Linked DNA regions of Rattus norvegicus: region 2 is linked to region 1. Evidence: chromatin contacts called from public Hi-C data. All regions are on one chromosome and are shown on one strand. The core of a region is the stretch at or near the end of the contact, and the rest is flanking DNA. Distances in the headings are between cores, read along the strand shown.

Region 1 (7,527 bases), core at 1,884-4,383:
CATAATATTTGGCTTAAAATTCTAAGATTTCTTCTAGTATAAGATCACTCTAACTACAATGCTAACTAAATCTAAATGCAATAAATGTATGCTTATCATATAAATAACATCTGGAAGTCTAGTATATGTGAATGAGTGTGTTCAAGAGTTACATATGTGGGTTGGGGATTTAGCTCAGTGGTAGAGCACTTGCCTAGCACCCGCAAGGCCCTGGGTTTGGTCCCCAGCTCCGAAAAAAAAGAAAAAAAAAAGGAGTTACATATGCATGCTTTTATTGATCCTGAAAAATGTGACTGTGAGTTACAAGGATTCATTTTCCTTAGTGTGTGTGCACATGCGTGTGTGTGTGTGTGTGTCTGTGTGTGTGTGTGTGTGTGTGTGTGTGTGTGTGTGTGTGTGTCTGGTGTTAATAGTTCACATGTGGAGCTTGGATGCAATGCGTGAGTAGAGTTTTTCCTGAATACGGATTCTAGGGAGTGGACTCAGGTTGTCTGGTTTAGCAACAAAAGTCCCAGGAGCTCTTTCATAAATACCTTTCTTATTAATTTAATATAAAGGGACTAGTTACTTGGGGTAGGTAGGCTTTTCTGATCTCTTCTCCATTTCACTCCTATAAATATTCTTATAACTGGGAAGAGCTGAGAGCTCTTATGTATTCTCGAGAAAAATCACTCATTTATCCATTACTTAAATCTGATTTGGGCTTATTGGGTACACAAGAATTTTTGTAAAATTCCCAAACTATCACCACGACTCAAAAGCAAAAGTTATGGTGGTGATTTTATATCCCTTTCTATGTTTAAAATGAGAACTATTAGAACATGAGAATACAGGAATTCTATATGTGGTATGTATGCATTCATAACTTTATTTTATTCTCTTATCAGAAGACTTAAGGAATACATATTCAGAAATACATTTGCTACATGTTACAATTTATGTCTGTTTTCAATATTGGACAATTTTTAATGGATATAATACTATTAGCAGTTGGTACACTCTGTACAAAATCCACTTGAATACTGCCCTCAATGTAACACTGATTCAAAACACGATTTTTTTATCTCACTATGGTGACATGTTCATATACCTATTTTATATTTCACATTCAATACACTATTTAATAAATTACACATGGTACTCAATACAACCTCAGAAGGATGCTTTATGTCCTACATGACTTTGCCTAGCTGTAAGAAAAAGAATGTGTTTGGAGCATGCTTAAGGCAGGGTGGGCTAAGCTTTTTCTGGGTGTTTAATAAATTAAATGATTTTGAGTTGTATTTCCGACTTGTGAAGTATTTACCAAGATAAAAGCCAGTCACAAGTTGAGTGCTTTATCCATTTACAGTCATAAAATAATGGCAGTATGTATATACTGGATAGATTTTCTTTCTATTGAAACAAACCAAAATATAATCGAATCAGTAGATGTGCACACTCTCATACAGACAGACCAGGATTTTTTTCCCTCAATTTTATATTGACATGGAAAGTCCTAAACTGCTACCATGAAGATATTAAAATGGAAAATAGAAGGACCTTTCTTTTTAATTAAGGCATGCCAAAGACTTTTTCATATTCAGCCAGGCCTGATAACACACAGCCAGCACTTAGGAGGCAGAGGTAGGTGGACCTCTGTGAGTTCAAGGCCAGCCTGGTCTGCAAACTAAGTTTCAGAAGAGCCAAGGCTGTCACACAGAGAAACCCTGTCTCAAAAAAACCCAAAAACCAAAACCAAACCAAACCAAACCAAAACAAAACAAAAACAAAAACAAAAACAAAAAACAAAAAAACCCACCTTCTCATACTCATCTGTATTTAAGTTATGAGTAGACATTGCTATATTTAGAGTGTGTGCCTATATAGATGTGTGCATACATATGCATAAAATTTCATGTAAAAATTTATGCAGGTCAGTGCTCTTCCCAAATACCCAAGACACCTAATACTAGACTCTTAAACAATCTTAAAAAAGCCAATGAATATCCAAAGGAAGAGCTGGCTTTTAAAGTCATGTGTTCACCTGTTTATCCGTTAAACGAGAAACTGCATCGGAAACACAGTACACAGCAAGCATTCAATGAGTTCTCATGAGCTCGTTTAAATATCCATTTACACGGATCCCTGTATAAAGAGTTCATTTCCATCTGAGCTAAAGGCTTCAACAGACATAAAAGAGGAATGGAAAGGGGGGAACATCTTGACCTTCACAAACACCAACAAGCATCCAGGTAGGCAATGACCAAAACAGACAAAACAGAGGCGTCTAAAAGGGTTGCAGCATCCCCTTGTTGATGCTTTTTCTTCCTCCTCTCAAGGTACCTTGAAGAGAAGGCAAACAAATCTACCATGCCTAATTTGTAATTCTCATCTGCCTGCTGCTTGGCTATTTTGTCAGTGAACTTTATTTCACTCACCTCAAGCCCCCTCCCTCCTGAAAAAGAAAAGAAAAGAAAAAACAGAACAGTCAAAGGAGGTGATCGCCAAGAGGCCAGAGGCGCAAAATCCCTGGAAGAAACAGAGCAGGAATGTGACCTGTGCAGAACCGACGACGTGGACAAAACAGGAGGATCTTGCAGGGATCAGACAGGCGCTTCAGGAGCATTTGCCAGGAATAGCCAATAAAGTAACCTGCCAGGTAGGGTAACCCAAGAAAACAAAGGCTGATTCATTCACACCTCCACAGGTAGAAAAGGAGCCAGGAACTTCACCCATTTTTGCCTGGGGAACCAATGGGTTTTTAAATTAGGAGAACCACACGGTAAGAGCACAATCTCCACCTAAATGCTATTTTATGAGAATACACAACAGAGTAGCGATTGTGTATTTTCCTTTTTATTTTCAGAAAATCCCCTCTTTAAAGCTTCTGAGAAAAACACTGGGATTATAAGATTAAGAAATACAAAAGATGTCTTTGTTACGGGGCATACTGTTTATACCCAGATATCATGAAGCCTTGCATTCAAAACCCAGCCGTAATGGAGGCCCACAGCAGAATGGGTACAGTGAATGCAGCCACCCTGAATGTTGGTAGATTATTATACAAAGGGCAGCTATCCCACTGAGAGGGCTGGCAGCTTGACAGAGGACCAACAAACGAATAAACTGAAAAGCTTAATGAGTCCAGTTTCACCCTCCCACCTCCCAGCCCTGACACTGAGGCAAACAAGCCACCATAATAACCTGTGCCCTTCACTCTGCCTAAGGGAGAGGAAGGATAGCCAGCCTTCTTGGGGCATTACGCCTGGAAGAATGGGAATCTGAGAGCTAGAGCCACACAGCTCCACAAGTCTTCTCTGACTACACAAATAATCCCAATGCTGGCACGCAAGCGCCATTTTCTTTCCTCACTAAGTGTGAGTAACACTAACCATTGCTCAGAATCAACTCATGTTTGAGAAAGAAAAACGTTCATCCATTCATTTTCTGACAAAACAAAAGCACTTTGGGGAGATTTCCTGGAGGAACCGTTGTTTGGAGTCCTGGCTATGTCCATCTTGTGTAATCTCTCCCATATCTGAATATTACTGAATTGCTTGGAAGTTCTCTCTGTGTTTTCTACATTTGATATCGAGAGTTGAAATACCCAAAGGACTAAAGCTATATCCATGCTGAGGATTCTACCGGGCTGACAGAGAATGAGAACTTCTTAAGCCAAAAAAACAAACACCAGTAACAAAGCTGTCCCGGTGAGGTGCTGGGCCCACTCTCCCAAGCACAGTAGCGTGTGAGGGGTGGGGTCCACTCTATTATTGGAGAGAACTAGTAGGAGAACTTCTGAACTGTTCAGTCTTTTCCAGTTCAAATGTTACAGATTCCAAGGCAATTCTTGGTTCCCTTAAAGTGTTCTATTGCCAATCTCAAGTAAAATATTTGTAATGTGCAAAACTAGCTTCCACCAAAGCTAATAATGTCATTGGACAATGTATGAGATTTTTAAATTGATATTTCTTCCTTTTACTATACCACATAATCTTCCAATGTATGTTTCTGAAAGAAAAAAAATCAGCATTAAGTATGTCTTTGTTCTGGGTTTATACAAAAATTTATAAAATTGTCAGAATAGCAATAATACTGATAAATAAAAAGTAAAAAACAAAACAACAGCAAACTAGTCAAGAGGTTGTAATAATATTAACCCTGCATAGAGAGCTATCATTTTAGATTCACCAGGTCAGTTGTCAGGCCAAAGGACCAGCATTTGGAAGGTGAACATGGTTCACGTTAAACCATGCTAAAAAGATGGGCAGAATCATCAGTCCCTTAATAAGGCCCTGCAGTTTTCAATCTCAGAAACCTTGGCCTTAGCACATTAGTTAACAAGGACACATCCAATCAAAGACATGTTTGCCCACTTTATTAAATTATTCAATAAAGCATAAATCCTCCTTCTCCTCTTGCACTCTCTTTTCAAGGTATGCTTTCCTAAAAACTCTGGGTTTGCCCAACATTTGAGGCTTCCTTAATCTTTCTTAAGGGCCACCTGTGATGGGGCCCCTTGTCCTGTGTCTGACCTTCATGTGATTGAATGGCTTTAGCTCTCTGCTTTTCTCCATTCTCCTTGTCTGGGCAGCAGCTGAGATTTACTGTTTGCCTGCCCTGTTTTTGTTTTTTATTTTTCTATTTAATAAAATTGTCCCTAAGTATCCATTTGAGCCCATTCTTAAATTCTCTTATTAACAAGATTAAGAACAGCAAGATGCAACCTTAATTTCTCCCGTTTTAAAACAACTTCTCCATTGGAACATATATTTAAGGCAACATGCATATATGTTCCAGGGACACAGTCAAACATATTTAGCTCAAGAATAAATCATTTTGGTATGCCCTTGGATGATATCTAATCTGCTGACACTACATTTTGACTATATAAAGGATGTGTTGTATGCATTATGTATTAAATATATAATACACATATCATTATATATACATAATATAATACATATATTACATTGTTCTCCATATAATTTTATACACAAACATGCACACATACATGCACATACACACAAGTACACTGTTTAAAATTATAAAATTTTTACAGTGAGTAAAATTTTTAGTTATTAATAAAATTAGAAATTGTGATATTGCAAGTTCAGGTACTTGAGAGTAAAACATTAACAGAAATCTTCTTTGCCCTAGGAACGGCCACAACACACTGGCTTTTAATTCAGAAGTCACTTAAAAGCCAAGTGTGCCATCGCATTCCTGCAATCCCAGTGCCTGGGAGGCTCAGGAATTAAGCATTTGTAGCTTGCCTGGGCTTATGAGACATGATGAGGCCATGCATCAGAACATGGCTAGGGCAGTGCAGAAAAGCATTGCGTAACAGCTTAAAGGAAGACTTTACAGGAATTAGCAAATACCCCTCAGAACCTGCAGTTTGGAAGCTCCAAAGCTGTGTTCCTTACCCAAGCTGACAGCTCTACTCCCTCTCACCTCTTGCCCTGTCCTAGAGACACTGCTGAAGACTCCTTAGCATATATTTGAACATTTATTCCAATTTCCTCAAACCACCTGCCAGTCTTTCACTGACAGATCCAACTGTCAAAGCTCTTCCCTTTTTGGGCTGGTTTAATTGCTTCCAGTAAAAAAGAAACTGACATTCTACTTTGTTAAAAAAAAGTGAAGCTTTTGACATTTCAGGAAGTTAATAGATGAATAAACCGTATCACTCGCACACCTGTCCTTTAAGGGAATTTGACCTGGATACCTGCGTGCCGTGCTCAAACGTTTATAATTGAACTAGTTGATGAATGAAGAAGGATGAAGTGAGCCACACTGCAAGGTGCATGCTGAGTCTGCTCCTTTAAGTGGCAAAATCAAATACCAATGGCATTGCTTTAACAAAAAGAAAACACAATCATAAGGCTGTAACAATCAGATTGAATCGATGCATTACGCCTCTTTATTTGGGGGTAGCCTTCTTTCAACTGAGAACAACTCAACCTCATAACCGACCTGCAAACCATCCGTATATTAAAAAAAAAGAGGATTATCTAACAGAGACGATGTTTTAGATGCTTTTGTAAAAAAAAGAAAAAAGAAACAGATAACTCTTAACCCAACATTATATTAGGGCAGTTTTCCCCCTAATAAGCCAATACTATTATCTTAAGAACCCTGTCTGCCAATGGAAAGCAGAGACTTTTGTTTTTAATTTCCAAGTCATCTCTAAGTTATGTATTAAGTTGATGTGAGGCATAGCAGTCATTCACTCCTGAAATGTAACACACAAACGTAGAAAAGCTTTAATCAATTCAGACGTAGGATATAATATAAAATGAGATTTCATCACCTCTTAATCTATTAGGGTGGAAAAAAATATCTTCCTAAGCCCAGCATGATGAATAGATATGCAGTTCTGGTATCACTTGCTAACATCACTTTTAAAAAGATCTAGATATATAATCTTCTCTAGGAATGTTTAATTACATATTATCCAGTTTTTCCTGGTTGCTCATAAGCTATTTTTTTTTTAAAAGGGAAAAGCAATCCACCTGGAAACCTTCATAGACGCCATTCTCAGCATCCCAAGATACACACAGGAATCCTACTTTGGAGGGAGATGTTTTAGACTCATGCAGTGGACCTCTCCTTGCATCATAAACGTTCTCCCTTGACAGAATTCATCGCAGAGCTATTTTAATAACCAGGATTCTAAGTCTTTCTTCCTAATTAAACTTTTCTATGTTTCCTTTCATTTTCCTTTCATGCCAAATATATTCCTCTAAGCTTTACTGAGAAGAACTAATCTCCAACGGGAAGCTCTATTCCACACAGCATCTTTTCCGTTTCCTTCCTTCTTCCTCTAAAATTGAGAAATAACTCATGAAAATACTCAGGCTAGAGTCACATCCCTGGAATTGACCTTAGATAATATTTATTCAAATTCCTGGGTAGAGAACGAAGATAGATTCTAGAAAGTGCTTTAAAAACCTAATTTGCAAATCAAACCACATATTGAAAAATATTTGAGTGTAACAAAGATTGGACAGTTCAATAAAATTATAGAGTTGAGAAAGACCAGAAAACCATATCCAATAATAAGACACCAGTATATAAATGACTTTCCTCAACACAACTAAAATGATTTTTATTTTGGTCTGATTTTTATATTGTACTATATGCCTTGTGATGACTTAGATGTATTTTAAGTAGTAGAACATTAATAAAGCAAAAATCTCACTTTTTTATATTATCAGAACTAAATTATCAGAATTCAAATTATCAGAACTAAAACCTTGTCTCCTCAGCTTGATGTTACAAATGAGTTTGTATTAAAAATCCTGGGGCTAACAGCAATTCAAGTGTTATACTTGTCTGAGCTGGAACGATACTATACATTCCTTTTCATTTTCTTGAGAAAAGTGATGACAGAAAATATAAATTAAATAAACATTTTCATGGGCCTGCAACAAACTTAGACTCAAAAGAACCTTACCAGTTTTACGTGTGTTTATTAGTAAGATGGTAGCTTTTTAAGTCAGGGTGGCGATATGTACCTTACCTCATTTCTCCGAAGAG
Region 2 (7,527 bases), core at 3,217-5,716, 140 kb after region 1:
GGGGGCTGGGAGTATAGCCCAGTGGTAGGGCACTGGCTGGCATACTCGAAGCACTAGGTTCAATTTCTACCACAAGGGGAGGGAAAAAAAGAAAAAAGGAAAGAAGAAAAGACGGCCTAAAGTACTCTGCCATGGTGAAATATAGACAGAACATCACCCACCCCCCAAAATAAATGGAATTCCATCATCTCAGAGTAAGACAACGTATGACATGTTTTTACATTATGTGTTTATCAATAAAAGAGTACATTTCACAATTCCAAACAAAACATTACACTTATTTTACTTATGAAGTAGAATTAAATTGACTTTTTTTCCCAGGCCAGGAGAATTATTAAGCACATTTTGAGGTGGAAAGGAGGCTACAGAGCATAGGAATTACTAATGTTATACTAGCTTATCATATATATATATGTGTATATATATATATATATCAGTATCAAGTTCACAATGAATGTAATAGTAGTTTTCTTTGTAAGAATTAAAAATCTCCATAACCACATACATGCACCCATAGCAAACGTGATTGTGTGTATGCCTGAGATAATAAACAAATAAACAAAGTACCCGAATGCCTTTATATTTGACTGCTTTTGTCTTATAAAGTGAAGCATTCTTTAACTAAATGTATTTGCATACAATAAAAAGTCACAAATGAAATGCAACAATCCTTGAAGACCATGTGCAGCCTAACAGGCAAACAAAGGGTAAGTTACACTGTGTCTTCAACCTACCCTAAGTGATCAAGGGAAGATTTTGAATGTGATGCAAATTTAAGGAATCAAAGGCAAAAGAGCCATTCGTGAGACTTAGGAAAAGCTCAGCTTCCTCTCCTCCCAACCACTCTTAGCACCACTCAATCCATCTCAGCATTTCTCAGAATCAGTGCATGATCCTAAATCCAAAAATCACACTTGTTTTTCCTTGCTGATTTCTGAAGCAGAAAGCCCTCCTTTTAGCAGTAACTGTCCTTTTCATTTGACAGCCCCCTGAAGAGTTTCAACCAAACTGTAAAGTGGCCCCTTTCAAAACTGTAAAGAATTTACTTTTGCATTATGATTTGACTAAGTTCAATCTTTGTGATCTTACAGTCATTTTTAATCTACTACTTATGAATTTTAGGCTCTAGCTCTTATGAATCGAAGGTAAATCAAGTCCATAAAAATGTTGCCTGTTGCTGGATACTAGAATCAATGCCAGGCCCCATAGCTGGAGCCAGTAAGTCCCACACTGACCATGATTCCCTCAAAGGGTGTGGGAGGCGGGATCTGCAAACTGCATGGAGAATATTAAGAAAGCGATTTCAGAATGACCTCCCATTCATATTTTTAAGCAGGGTTTTCAATGTGAGGCGTGATCTTCATACTGAGCTACTGAAACGGAGACAGCAAAAGCATTTTCCAAGCTGATAAATCACAGGCTGGCTTATCACTCTTCTGGCCAAAGATCCCTGATATAGCCCATCATCTCCATCTCAAGAAATCAAATAGTTCACATAAACCTTTGTACTCTACTCTGGGTAAGTGAATGGAGCCCACTCCGCCATACACCACAGACTCCAGAGGAACAGATTACTGGATGTTTGGTGGAGACAAGTGCTAAGGAATGGCATGCAAATGCTCTTGACATGTGCACCTTTGGTTAAAGACAGCGCAATACATTGACAGACATCAGGACCTGTGGAATGCACGATTGCTAGGAAACGCACGCTGCTAGGAAACAGAACAGATCTGATGGTATCTTCCAGGGTAAAGACTGTAAATCACTGGGTTGCAAACTGCTAAAAGTAGAGAGGAAGTATTCTACCATCCTCAGAAATGTTTGCAAGTACAGAAACTTTCACAGAAACCCCCCAGAAAGGAAGAAAAAAAAAAACCATAGGAAGCAAGACTCTAGGGGCGAAATCATAAATCTAAGTTGTTTTTTTTTTATAATGGTCATGGTCATGTATAATATCTCCTATAAATATTTTATAAAGTATAACTTAATCAAAATTAGGCATGAGTGAATGATCCAGTACTTGTCCTTTGTAACCTATGTCTTATGGTCAGAACCTTAATAAAAGTACACTTAAAAATAAAGGACACTTCTACAAAAACATGTTTTTAAGTTAACTAGAACCTACCCACTTTGCACAGACATCAAAGTAGTCAGAAGTAATATACAACTAAGTATTGCAATATATTTTACTTATTGTATTTTTCAAGAGTTATCTTTGCAAGCATAAGTTTATTAAGAAGTGTTTATCTCTGTACATCTGTTACGCGTTCCTTCACTGCTAAAAGGAGAAAAAACACAAAACAAAACAACTGAAGGAAGGGATTTCAGCATAAACATCCTCTTGTTTCCTACACAAATGATCCTCTTTGGGTGACACTGGAAAACAACTGGCAATTTTACGTGTAGTGCGCATACAGACAAATTGAGTGCGAGAACTGCTGACCACTTAGTACATTATAGACTGAAAAATGAATTAGGGAGCTTCCTAACCTCTGTTATCTCATAGACAAATGCAGCTGACTTTCCAAATGCAAAAAAAAAAAAAATCACTAAAGTGATCCCTTGCAGATTCTACGACACCATTCTCTAACTAGCGATGACAAGACCATATGACACTAAAATTAGCAGACCTCCTATTTACTTCAGAGCAAAACACAGAAGGCATTTTTTTCCCCTTCCGCCAGAGTCTATGTGTCTTCTTTCTCTGGCAGCTGGCTGCAAGGATATAAAATCAGAGGTGCAAGCAGCCCTTACACTTCCTAATGAGTAATCCACCCAGGAAAGTAAACACAACAGACACCAGCAGGTTCAGCTCTGAGGAAGACAGTGGCAAAGATGCTTACACTGTTGTTTACAATGTTCTCTCTCTAACTACTGCAGTCAGGGGCCATGGGAGCCTCAGGGAGGAGACACTTGGGAGGTGGCTCCCAAGCCTCCAGTTTGCCCAACTCACTGGCTATCGATAAAAGCAACACACGTTTCTATTCGGGCGAAGAATGTGGCCAGATCATTCCAGAGACCAAGGTTTCTGCGGGCTACACTTGATTACCGCAAATCTGCGAGAGGTGACTGCTCTAGCAGGTCCAATCAAGGCCAATTTGGGATACGTGGAGCGCTGCACCAGCGACTCCAAACATTGCATAGATCTCCAGGGGAGAGGGAACCTGCCGCCAGCTTCCTCACAACCCCACTGGGGGCCCTTGGGGCCTCCTCAAACCAGATTTTCCAGCTAAGCAGATCCCAAGCGATTTCTATGAACAAGCTTCTCTCAAAGAGCTCCCCTATCCCTGCACAGGTCTCCCCGCCACCCTAAACGCGCAGGATCCTAGACACTCAGATAACACGCTCGCGGACCACTGGCCAGCTTCCCCTACAAACACAGGGCTGCACTGCTGGACGTCTGGCATGCTCAGCAGCCTCCTCTCGGCAGGGACTAGAGGCTGTCTAGTGCTGGTCCTTGCGCTTCACTTCAGCCCAGAGACTGTCCATCTCCCAAGAGAAGCACCCAGGTGCCAGCTCGCCTACCTGTAACCCGCCACCAGGGCCACCACTGCTCTGCCCACCGCACCCTGGCGCTGCGGCCGCCCGACCCCATTGAACATCCTTTCTACACTGGGTGCTCTCTCCCGGCACAGCTCAACCCCGTGACACCCACGAAAGTGACAGCTTTCTCCAGCTAAAATCGCTCAACAAAGCCTAGGCACTCCGGTCTAAATAAAACTGCCCGGCTATGAGAGATGTCTGGAGGCAACACGGTTCCACTTCTCAGGGGCACGACCTGGACAATCTCAGCCACCTTGGATGCTCTAAGGCAGGCGTCCAGGGAGGATCATGCCAGGCTCACCACCCCACATTCGCCATCACCCCCGAACTGCGCTCCTCACCCGGTCCCTGTTCATCCTCCAACCCGTTCCCACGTCCAGTGTTGCTCCAGCCTAGCTGAGGAAAGGCGCCCCCTCGGCTGCTTCTGCCCCGACCAAAGGACAGCATTGGGGTGACAGGGGAGGGAAAATGCGCGGGGTGGGATTCGTCCCTGTCACCCAGCTTGCGCGACTGACAGAACGCGGGTTCTCCTCTCCTCTACATCTCCCTGTGTCACCGGGTCGCCCAGTAGCTGATAGAACCTCGAACCCATGCCAAACCCCAGCGCCCACCAGCCAGGAGGCTCCCTTCCCGCCCCGCATCACGATCAGATGAGTGTGCGCATGAGGGCGAGTGTGCGAAGGCGAATGTGTGAGTGGAAGGGTGAGTGTACGTGAACCCCGCACCCCCTCGGTTGCCCGCCCATCGGATGCCTCCGCCTGCGCCCGACCAGGGCGACCACAATTATGAAGAGTGCAAGGAATAAATTACCTTTCGTAACCGCTGGTCCCTGAGATGGTCCCATCAGTTGCTCAACAACCTGCAACCCGGTGCAGTTTTCCACAATCCATCCATTGAGCCCCGGGGCAAAAAAAAAAAAAAAAAAAGAAGAAGAAGAAGAAGAAATAAAAAAAAGAAGAAGAAAGAAAGAAAAAGAAAACAGAAAAAAAGATGGACCTGTCCCACTGTAGATACCCCAGTCACACCAAGCAACGAATGATAATCAAAACGCAGAGACGACAGGAGGGTGGAGACCCCAGTCAAAGAAACAACAAAAAGTGTCTCTTTTCCTTTCTTCTTCTACACAGCCATGGAGAAAGGGGAAGCCGGGAAAGCCAAAGCAAGTCTTCCTGTACGTTTCCTCGCTTCACACGCCCCAGGGGGCAAAAGCGGAGCAAAGAGAAGGAGGGTTCAAATGTCTCTCTCAGGGCACAGTTGCACAACTTCGGAGTCAGGCTGTGTCTCTCGCTGCAGCCGGTGGACCCAAGCGGGAGCTATTAACATGCGGCAGTCATAGCTAGAGCTGCTTTCCCTCCTCCTGCAGCCGCCGCCGCCGCCGCCGCCGCAAGAAAAGCCGCTGCTGAGGAGACCAAAAATCTTCCACCATCCCCCCCCCGCAGCCGATCTTTATATCCAGTTCTCCCACCCCACCCCCCTTCTCTTTCTTTTTCTTCTTCTTCCTCGTCCTCCCCTTTCCGCCTCCGAGCGGGAGGGAGGGGATAGGTAGGGGCAGCCGCGAGGACCAGTAGTAGCTTCTCCGCCCAGCCCTCCTCGCCGTCCTCCTCCTGCTGCCCCCGAGGTGCTCCGGCAGTAGAGGGTCCGCTCTGCCGCCCGCAACCCGCTCCGAGAGCCCAGGCGCGAGCCGCGCAAACTCCTTGCCGGGTGTACGGCGTGGACGCGCCGGCAGAGCGGGCGCCGGGCCGCCGAGGGCTGCGTGCCTGCCGCGGGTGGCGAGCCCCGAGCTTCGGTGGTCGCGGATCAGCTCGCCGGCCGTGCCGGGTAGCTTCGGGCATACGGGAGCTTCATCGCCCAGCCCGGGCTCCGAGCCGACGCCGCCACTGCCAACCTCCTCGGCCGCCGGCTTCAGTCCTCTTTTTTTTTTTTTTATTTTATTTTTTTTTCCTCTTCTTGACTCCCCCACCGGAGCCACTGGGGCTCGGGGCGCCCTCCAGACACGCACACGCTCTTCCCCGCGCGCACACACACACGGGCGAGCTCCTGCCACAGCACACCGTGGAGCCCGAGCGCGCACACCCGGAGGAAGAGGACCGAGGCCAAGGAAATAAATAAATAAATAAAAGAGAGAGAAGAAAGAAAGGGGAGGGGGGGCGAGTCACAGGCGGTGGCGGCGGCAGCAGCAGCAGCAGCTGCGGGAGCGGAGGCAGCGCGCAGTCCGCGAGATGCCAGCGGCGGCGGCGGCGGCGGCGGCGGCAGAGGTAGCGGTGGCGGCTTCGCCCTCCCGGCCCTGCCGTGCCATCTGCATCTCCGCTCCTGGGAACTGGAGCGAGCGCAGCGGGCCGAGCGAGCGGAGGGGGCGATCGCGCCCGCAGACAGGCAGCGTGCGCACAGCGGCCAAGGCAGCCGAGGCCGGAGTGAGCCACCGGCGGGGTGACGGGCAGGAGGGCTCCCAGGACCGGGGAGGGGGGCTCCAGGCCGGGAAAGGGGCGGCTAGCAAAACCCGGATCTGGAGTCCGCGAGGGCTCCGCGGGCGCGGGCTCCACCTAGCCGCTCCGCAGAATCTTGGAGATGGGAAGCGCGGGGCGGCTAAGGGAGGCTTCCCTTGCAGGGTTTGTCAGACAAAGGGTACCTCTCTCCTGGGTAGGAGCATGCCTTTATCTCTTTCTCTCTCTCCTCTCTCCTCTGGTTTCCTCTCTCTTTATCCGCTCTCCCTTTCCACTCACCCCCACCACCCCTTCTCTCTGCACTCAATCTCTTCACTCTCCCTGCCTCCCTCTGGTTCTCCTCCCCCACTCTCCTGTAGGTGAATGAGGTACCAGGCTGGGAGTTCTGCCAGTGTCTTTTTTCTTTTTTTTTTCAGGTGCAGATTACTCCACGTGTTCTTTATGCGGGAGCTGACTTCTAAAGCATTGCCTGCCTTTGGGTGCATTTTATGTTTCTTGAAACTTACCTCAGTGTACAAGTTCATTGCAAAATCGAAAGTACATCCCCCCCCCTCCGGAAAAAAATATGGGACCTAGAGACTCGATGATTTTGATTTCACATCAATAAAAATCACCATGAAGGATAGAGAAAACTGTCTTGGTTCTAGGTCTATGCCTTTTGTTACCATAAAGTTTGCTCAAGTGACCTTCGTCAATTAATTGTACCTCTTTGGGATGCTTTTGTAAATGAAATTGTTCAGTGTGTCTTCCTTCCTTCCTTCCTTCCCTCCCTCCCTCCCTCTCCCCCCCCCCTCTCTCTCTCTCTCTCTCTCTCTCTCTCTCTCTCTTTCTTTCTTTTTTCTTTCTTTCTCCTAAAACATTTTACCGGTTCAATGACTAAAGGAAGTAGTTTCTATATAAGCATAGTCTAGTGACTAAGAATTATTGTGTGAACCCGACAGGTACATCACATTCCTATTCGGGTCTGTCAAGTTGAATGAGGCTATATAGTGTCATAAGGATCCAATAGCCTATGGGAAATTACAAGGTGGTAACTAAGGCCCCAGCAGATCTCTAAACCCAACTGTCAGCATAATTAGCTCACCATCCCTTCCACAAGAATGAATTGCATTCCTTTGTCAAAGCTCAACTCACCTGCCAGATTTTCAAAGAACCCTTTACTTAACTGTCCCAAGGTGAAGAAAAAAAATGTGCTTTTGAAACATAGGATGTGTGTTATACACACCATAGCCATTATCTTGTCCACTTGGATCCTAAGTGTTCTCCAAAGGTCTTGATGTTAAAGGCTGGTCCTCAGCCACTGATAATTTTGTGGGGTAGTACATCATTTAAGAGGTTGGGCCTGCTCTAAGGATGTTAGAACAGTGAAGATGGAACTTTGTAGAGGATATAGGGAACCCCGCCTTTGTACCCTGAATTCTATTTCCCACTCACTGAGGTGAACAGCTTTGCTTTGTCATACAATCACGGGTATTGCTTTGTACCATAGATACCAAAACAACACAGCCAAGTAGGCACAGACCGAGGTCTGCAAAACTGTAAG

Evidence for each region. Hi-C and Micro-C count contacts between places; a contact is called where the count stands out from the background.
Region 2: a contact with region 1 is called in a Hi-C map of Schwann cells, with 4 times the contacts expected there. The contact joins the promoter of Adgrl3 here to the enhancer-like site in region 1. A contact is called at or near these places in 1 of 12 Hi-C or Micro-C datasets (Schwann cells) and 1 of 1 datasets of contacts at active chromatin or transcription factors (oligodendrocytes).

What each region holds. Positions count from the first base shown.
Region 1 is chr14:27,317,443-27,324,969 of GRCr8, forward strand. The region is part of intron 2 of Adgrl3 (adhesion G protein-coupled receptor L3); the gene reads right to left. Among named protein-coding and RNA genes, the nearest start is that of Adgrl3, 140 kb to the right of the region's middle. Within about 2 kb of position 3,134, at least 21 of the 93 cell types and tissues checked have an H3K27ac peak or open chromatin away from gene starts, as enhancers often do.
Region 2 is chr14:27,453,638-27,461,164 of GRCr8, forward strand. It overlaps Adgrl3 (adhesion G protein-coupled receptor L3), which reads right to left and starts at 4,467. Exons shown (of 28, transcript NM_130822.2): 1 at 4,354-4,467.